Regions from separate parts of the Mus musculus genome. Here region 1 is linked to region 2. A link is a contact called in public Hi-C data. All regions are on one chromosome and are shown on one strand. The core of a region is the stretch at or near the end of the contact, and the rest is flanking DNA. Distances in the headings are between cores, read along the strand shown. Region 1 has its middle 48 kb from the start of Gm4319. Region 2 has its middle 5.2 kb from the start of Gm30308.

Region 1 (4,147 bases), core at 1,302-3,801, 270 kb after region 2:
TGTATATTTGAGTCTTTACAACGCTTCCTTTCTATCTGAAACTAATAAGCTACAGAAACACATTAACCCTTCTGAAAAACCCATACCTGAGTGTCATCACTTTCTACTGGAATGCTATCAGCAGCTACCTTCTTTCTACTTCTTGGCCACCCAGCCTCTGTTATCCTAAGTGTAATGGGTTTACTGACAAAAATCTAGACATTGTCACCAAATCCACAAGCGAAGTAGTCATGGCACAGAAAAGGGACCGCATTCATGACCCAGGACACAAGGCCTTGATTCTTGGAAAGACTAATCAAACCGTCTAGTCACTGGTTCCCTCTGAAATCTCCCTCAGGATAGCTAGTGCCCTCCCAGAGATGTTGCTGAAAACTCCACAGTTTTATCTGGTAAAGCAAATTATTAGAGGTCTTACAGCTGAAATAATCTCAACCTATCCTCAAAGATTAAATGGATAAGCAGCCGGCTTGCTGGCGTGGAATCCATAGCGGAATGTGAGTCCCTAGTGGTACTTTTGGTAGGCAGAACTGGTATTGCCAGATGAACCGAACAGGTTGAGGCCCACTGGACCCCACTGACGTTCATCAGACTCCAGGAAAGGTGTTGGTTGGTGTAGATAGCAGGACAGTGGCCATGGAAGTCAGAATCTGCTAAGGAGTTTATAACAACTCACCTGCTGAATCACGTAGCCCTGAAAATGGATTTCACTGGAGTGTCTGGCCCATCCAGCTGTCAGTTTGGGAGCAGTTTGGGAGCAGTTTGGGAGCAAACGCTCACTGCTTCTGGATCCCACAGAAGCTATGCTTTGATGAGTAGGAGGATCTGTGCAGTGAAGCCTTGAAGCCTAGGACACGGGGCCAGGTGGAGCCATTGCAGGTGCAGATCACAGTCGGTAGAGCATGAGACTGTTGATCTCAGAGTTGTTGGTTTATGCCCCACGTTCAGGGCCAACTGTGGCTCTCCGCAATCTCGTGGATGGTAGGCCAATAAGGTCCGTGAGAGCCATGGGAACAGAGACAATGAGAGGAGTGGCTGGTGCTAGAAGCCCTGTGAGTACTTACAGTGAATAATCACACTGGGACCAGCTATCAGGAGGCAGATCAACTTTACTTAGGGTGATTCAAGGCTTGTTTATAAAGTTTTGGGAGACTGATGGTAGGAACATCCAAGATGGGCAAAGATCATTGGTTAGCTTTAGGCTTGGGGATCCAAAATGCCTCAGTAGCATAGGAAGCATTTCAGGAATCTCAGGTGCTAGCTGAACAGGGTTCTTTCTGGAGAAAGAAGATTGATTCTACAATCTAGCCGAGGCTACCTGACATTCCTTAGGTAGAGGCACGTGTGAGGGCTTAGAACTCCCCCAGACAAAGTCAGAGAAGGAGAAGCCCCACTAATGAAAGGAATGTCCCTTATTGTGCCAAGCCCAGAGGCTGTCTGGTCATGATGGACTTTGACCTTAATTAGCAGTTTTCCCACTCTTGGATATGACATCCTTACAGATTCTACCCACCCAGAACCACTTCTTTCCTTTTTGAAGTGCACAGTGTACCAGAGCTCTGTAAAAGCCGGGCAGTGGTGGCGCTCGCCTTTAATCCCAGCACTTGGGAGGCAGAAGCAGGCAGATTTCTGAGTTCAGGGCCAGCCTGGTCTACAGAGTGAGTTCCAGGACAGTCAGGGCTACACAGAGAAGCTCTGTCTCAAAAAAAAAAAAAAAGCTCTGTAGAGAAGGTATATGTGCTATTTAACAATACTTAGCCCATAGAACTAGCAAACAGCAACAGTAGATGGTACAGTGAAATGCTAATTAGCTACCAGGGTTTGGTTGAATATAACTTTGTGACACATTGTTCAAAATATGGATAATTTTGAACATAAGCCTAAGAAGGTAGAACAGATGAGTCACAGCAATACAGTCACCACCGTCTAGATAAAAATCTCTCAAACATGAGGTCTTCAGAGAAAAAATAATGACATAAGGTTTGGGTGGCAGGAAGTTGATGGTTGTTCTGACCGAATATTTCACCTCAAGACACTGATTCTAGAGTCTAATGTCAAGTGGCAACTAATGAGTGGACTGTCCAAGAGCTCCGCACACATCCTCATCCTCTGAAAGGCCGAGGAGTGGCTTTGTTTTGTTTTCTCTTTTCTTTGGCTAAAAACAGCATGGGTGCCTGAGTTCTTCCTTTCTTGCCCTAAGATAATTACCACATCCCAGAGTTAGCACTACTGGAGTGTAGACTCTCAAGTGATAGACCAAGAGTAACATTGATGAGTAGCCAAGTCATACAAAAACTGGTCCTGCAGAACTTTTGGGTCTGGTGCCCCTGGTCGATACTTTCCTCAGCACAAAAGACAAGTGCCTGGAACCAACTGGCTTGGATTTCCTGCAGCTTCCCATTGTCATGGTGAGAGCAGACTTGCAGATTTATTGCAGGCTGATGATAAATGAAATCATTATTTGGTCATCACTTCAAACCAACATACAGCTCACTTATTTTTTTCACCACTCATAAAAGTCCCTTGACACAGTTTCCTCCCTTTTCGAGCAACCATTATCTGCACTATAAATAAAGGGCTCAATAGTAAATTCTTCAGCAGTAAAGGTAGTCTCCCTGACTATGCATCATTTAATGATAGCATTTGTTTGAGGGTTCTGTGCAGTTGGAGAAACGCCTTTATTTGTAAATAGCTGCTTAGCAACAGCCTTTGTATACTCTCATGGCTCCCTCAGAGCCCCAACCTATCACTTGGTTCTGGGAGTCCTTAAATTCCTTGGGGCTTATTGAAGAATTCTCAACACAGGGACACACCAGAAGAAAACATGCAAGAAAGCTGAATCACTGCAATTCACTAAGCAAAAGAGGAATTCAATAAAGCAAAATGCTCCCTTCATGGAACTGAGGTGACATTGGAAAAAAAATGAAATTAGAATCTGGAGACATGAGGGACAGTTTGCTCATCCACTAGCAAGTCAGGGCAGGGGTGGAAGACTTGGGGGTGTGGAAAGGGATCAGAACTTTGGTCTCTGTTTGTCACAGGAAACACCTGGCATCTGGGAGCCAAAAATCAATCCAAAGGTTGTATCAATTGTAGAAAAGAATCATAATTACAAGTCTCCTTGGGAGGCTTTTCATTCCCATCATGGGGTGGGGAAAAGCATAGGAAAGGAAGCACAGTTTCCAGTGAGTTTGTGATATTTTATGACAGAACCAGACCAAAAATAGGAAAAGTCTGATTTCTCTTTTAGAAAATCAATCTCTCTCTCTCTCTCTCTCTCTCTCTGTGTGTGTGTGTGTGTGTGTGTGTGTGTGTGTTTCTGTCTCTGTCTCTCTGTCTCTGTCTTTCTGTCTCTATCTCTCTGTCTCTCTGACTCTGTCTCTCTGTATCTCTCTGACTGTCTCTGTCTCTCTCTTCTCTCTCTGTCTCTCTCTGTCTCTGTCTTTCTGTCTCTATCTCTCTGTCTCTCTGACTCTGTCTCTCTGTATCTCTCTGACTGTCTCTCCTCTCTCTCTCTCTCTCTCTCTCTCTCTCTCTCTCTCTCTCTCTCTCTCTCTCCTTCCTCCTCCTCTTCCTCCTCCCAAGCATTTTATAGCCCAAGCTGGCCTGGAACCCACTATGTAGTCCACTCTGTCACTCTGTCCTCATACTCAAAACAATCCTCCTGCACCAGCTTTGCAGGTGCTAGGATTACAGACATGAGCCTTTACACCTGACTGTTTCCTATCTTGGTTATCTGTATGCTAGGCTCTCTACAGAAAGGGAGAATGGGTCAAAGGTCACCTTCCACCTTGAGAATCTCTTATTAACTCACTGGCATTGCCTGTGGCCATGAGTTCAACAGTAGCTCTCCTTCTACTGTATACACTCTTGAGCTTGGAGAATGAAAGAAAAAAATTAGGAATGAAAGAAAATAGGAAAATAAAATATTACATAAAAGCAAAACAGAATATATTTTAGCCAAACTCCAAAAGGACCTTTTCCACGATCTACCAGGGTTAGGTCTGCGTGGCCAGTGCAATGTGACAGAAGATGCCATGTCCCATTTAAATCAACTTCTAAATGACATAACAATGTGTGTCTTAGCTGCCTTCTTATTCTCTGTCTCCCGAAGGCTACTCAGCAAGGGATAGGCTGGCTATCTACCTTG
Region 2 (3,833 bases), core at 73-2,572:
TGTAGATATCACTGATACAGCAGTGGATAAAATAATACCCTTATCTATGTGGAGTCTAAGCTTAAGTTTTTTTATAATTAGGAATAAGTTCTACATTTCCATGTTTATGTATGCAATATGCATGTGTATGATTGTTTGCATGTATGTGGGCACACACGTGTGTGGGTGCACATGTGTTTGTTTGCACTTGGGAGTTGATGTCTGGAGTCACACTCCATTGCTCTTCAGCCTGATTCTTTGAGACAGGGTGGTCAATCATATAATATACAAGGAAACTCATTATCACTTTCATTTTAGCCTTTTTATTTATTATCATTCTATAATAGCTTTTGTCCTATTTGCAAATAAGCAGATGGGTTCTTCCAGTGGTGATGTCCCTCCTACGCAGAGAATCGCATACCGAGAACAGGAAGCAGGCAGGATGAACACATGAAACACACATGGTACTCATGACAAGTTTACAGTTTTCCCTCTGTCTGTTCTGTCTAACTGTTTCTCCCTTCCCATAAAATGCTGGCTCACCATTTTTGCTACTTAATTTGTGAGGGATTTGAATGTAAATGTGAACGCCACAGTCTCAGGAATCCCCATGGCTTTGTAAGAGTTTGGCTTGGAAAAGGCTTCTTTGACTTGGGTAAGGTTTCCTTTTCTCTCCTCCCCCTAGATTCTGCTGGTGACAGCCTTATAGATTTTAGTTAGCCAGAAAGACAGCATTCACTGCACGTTTAAACTTTAATCTCATAGAACTACAGTGTTCCTTTCATCGTTGCTCAGTTCTGCATTCTCTCCTGCTAAAAGGAATGTTGCTTTAATATTGAGATTTGCCAGAATGTTACTCTGTAGAGCAGTGTGGCGTCTTCAATCCTACAGAAGTCAAAGGAATAATTTTCAGGCTACTTATATATGTATTGCAAGGCTATTCATATTCTTAGTTCTATGAAATAATATCCTCACTCAGTTTGCAGCAATTCTTATCAGGAGAATTGTAAGAAACAACCTTTATTTCTGTAGCATTTTATTTCAAAATTGACCTCATGGCTTGTGGCCATCTCGTTTCCTGTAAGCATAGCTCAGGAATTTATTTTTAATAAAAGATCTATTTAATTTTGAGTTAAGAAACTCAAATGTTTCCCCCAAAGCCTACTGACCACAGTCTAAAACTATGAAATGTTCTTCAGAGGGCTTTGGGTGTGGATAAAGAGACACACTTTTGTAATTTTCAGTATGTCATCATCAAACAATGTTTACAAAACTCAGCACTCTGGGGATGTGTGCAGGCGTTAGCAAGCAGATGTTGGCAGTCAAGGAAAACTTACAATTGCTGCCCGAAAAAAAAATTCCCTGCTGCCTATCAGTTACATGCAAGATTGTCAAGCGCTCCCCTTGGCGTGGGTGATATGCCTGGTTTGTAAGACAGTTGATCCAAAACCAAATTTGAAAACTGTGGAAAGAAAAACCCTCTATAAATTGTCATACAAGAATCACTTGTCTCTTTTTATGACTTAAAAAAAAAAGTGTTTTAGTTGAAAAAATTCTAGCTGGGAGTAGTCTAACAAGACTATTGAAAACAATTGTCCTAAGTTTAGTTTTGCATAATGTTTTAAAGTAGATCAAGACCACCCCCACTCTGGCCCCTGACCCAGTTCTCATGTTGTTCCATTGTTGAAAACACCTAGCTACTCCACAAACATGGTTAATCTCCATTTCTGAGAAGTGACAAATCTTTTCAGTGGAAATGAATGAAACAGGTCAACATATTGATTTTTACAGAGTAAATCTTTCTCTTCCCGATAAAGACTGGGGAGGAAGGGAAGTTTCTTCAGGAAGATTCAGGGAGAGCTACCAGACTCACTTTAAGAAAATTTTAAATATAACCTTTCTGTGACATTAAAATACATGTTATTTTATGGCATTGCCTTTGAACAGTCCAAACAGAATGTGTTCCATCAAAATGGTGACAACCAGAGAGTATTTTCATTTCCAAAACAGTTTTGTTTTTGTTGTTGTTGTTGTTGATGATAAAACCTTAATTTATTTTTCTGGGTCCTTTATTTACACATGACAAAATCCCCATACATCTTGAAATTCGGTTTCAAATTTTGATAGAAGATCACACTATACTGAAAGACATGGCTATTTTCAGTGGTAAGGTTTATATTAAAAGGCAACTGTTCAATTTAGGATGCTAATTGGCCTCTTTTTTTTTTAAATGTAGTTCATATAGTTCCTACTTTAAAAAATATAAATTAACAAAGTGTAAAAGTGGGAGTGCTCAGTAGGAGCACTTCCTGTGCACACAGGAAGACCTGAGTCTGAATCCCAACCATGTACCTAAAAAGCCAGTCATGGCCACATACACTTGTAGCCATAACACCACCCGAGGTGGGGAGAAGCCTGATTGGGCTTGCTGGCTTCCTAGTTTAGTAAAAGATCCTGTCCTATACTAATGATAGGGTAGTATAGTGGATGGATGTCTTCCTCTATCCTCAGTATGTGTGCACACCTGCACACCAACACAGCTATATCACATGCACACACACACACACACACACACACACACACACACACACACACACACCATGTTGTCAAAGTTAAAGAGGAGAGAATAGCAAGTAATTCTGGAACTTACTAAATACAGAGAGGAAAAAATATTTACCTTATCTTTCTCACTCACATCTTACTTTAGGATAACAGAAGAGTTAGTAAGTCAAATAATTAGAACCCCAACCAATAAATGCAAAGCATTATGTAAAAGGAGAATTTTATAAAGGATGAGTCAAGCTGACACTTAAGTGCCAGCAAGTGAGTCTCAAGGTAGGACAATCAGATATTCTGTCACCCTGATGTAACCCAACAGAAAGTGATTAGTACAATGTATAAAATCCATGTGTACCTGATTAAGTCACTAGAGCCAATTCCCAGCACACTCAAAAGTGAGGCAGGGGTGTATTAAACGACTCCATGGGAGCACAGATAGCCATGGGGAAAATCCTCCAGGGTCACAGGTTACTTTTTAAATAGATAGTATTGTCCAGGTAAATTAAAATGAAAACTAGTACACACTAGCAGGAAAAGCAACTAAAGACTTACAAGTGGCCTTAATCTCACTCAATAAAGTAGGATGAGGCGAAGTGCTTGAGATAAACGCCTTCAAATGGCTATGGGCTTAGCATTTCTTCTAGGCTCCACCACACAGTTACCTGGCAGCTGCCAGGTATGCCTGACTCAGTGTAAAAGGGGCTGCTTGCCCACCTCCTCACTCTCCCCTGTATCTCTCTATGTTGCTCATGGCCAGCCCCTCCTCCCCCCTCCCTCCCTCCCTCCCTCCCTCCCTCCCTCCCTCCTTCCCTTTCTCTATTACATCCTCAATTCCCCATTCCCATAATAAACTCTATTCTATACTATACTGTCCTGTGGCTGGTCCCTCAGGGGGAAAGGATGCATCATCATGGGCCCGCAGAGGCACCCCCTTCCCCCGCATCATACCACACCTCTACCAAACACATCCCTGGCTTCCTTTTCTTTTTTAATAAAACACAACAAGAGGTTTCAGACTGTGTTTAGACGGTGCAATACAGTAGGTTAGTTGAAGCACGCAGTGGAAGAAAGCTGCATGCCTTGTGGCAACCCGGAAGCAGAGAGAGTACCCTAATTTTCATACAGCCACCCCTGCTCCAAACTCATTAACCTTATCTATCGATAAATGGTTTAACCCATCAATTATGTCAGAGTTCTTAATCACTTCCCAAATGCCTCACGCTCAATACTGCTGTACTCGGGATCAAGCCCTTAATATGTGCATTTGGGGGATGTCATTTAAGATACAAACCATA

What was found. Hi-C and Micro-C count contacts between places; a contact is called where the count stands out from the background.
Region 1: a contact with region 2 is called in a Hi-C map of uterus, with 3 times the contacts expected there. The contact joins two enhancer-like sites. A contact is called at or near these places in 6 of 484 Hi-C or Micro-C datasets (the C2C12 cell line, adipose-derived mesenchymal stem cells, nephron progenitors and 2 more) and 3 of 115 datasets of contacts at active chromatin or transcription factors (extraembryonic endoderm stem cells, fibro-adipogenic progenitors and trophoblast stem cells).

The regions. Positions count from the first base shown.
Region 1 is chr1:72,073,775-72,077,921 of GRCm38.p6, forward strand. No RefSeq gene overlaps it. Among named protein-coding and RNA genes, the nearest start is that of Gm4319, 48 kb to the right of the region's middle. Within about 2 kb of position 2,552, at least 26 of the 459 cell types and tissues checked have an H3K27ac peak or open chromatin away from gene starts, as enhancers often do. A contact at or near this core is called in the C2C12 cell line and uterus, where this site is marked.
Region 2 is chr1:71,806,494-71,810,326 of GRCm38.p6, forward strand. No RefSeq gene overlaps it. Among named protein-coding and RNA genes, the nearest start is that of Gm30308, 5.2 kb to the right of the region's middle. Within about 2 kb of position 1,323, at least 36 of the 459 cell types and tissues checked have an H3K27ac peak or open chromatin away from gene starts, as enhancers often do. A contact at or near this core is called in the C2C12 cell line and uterus, where this site is marked.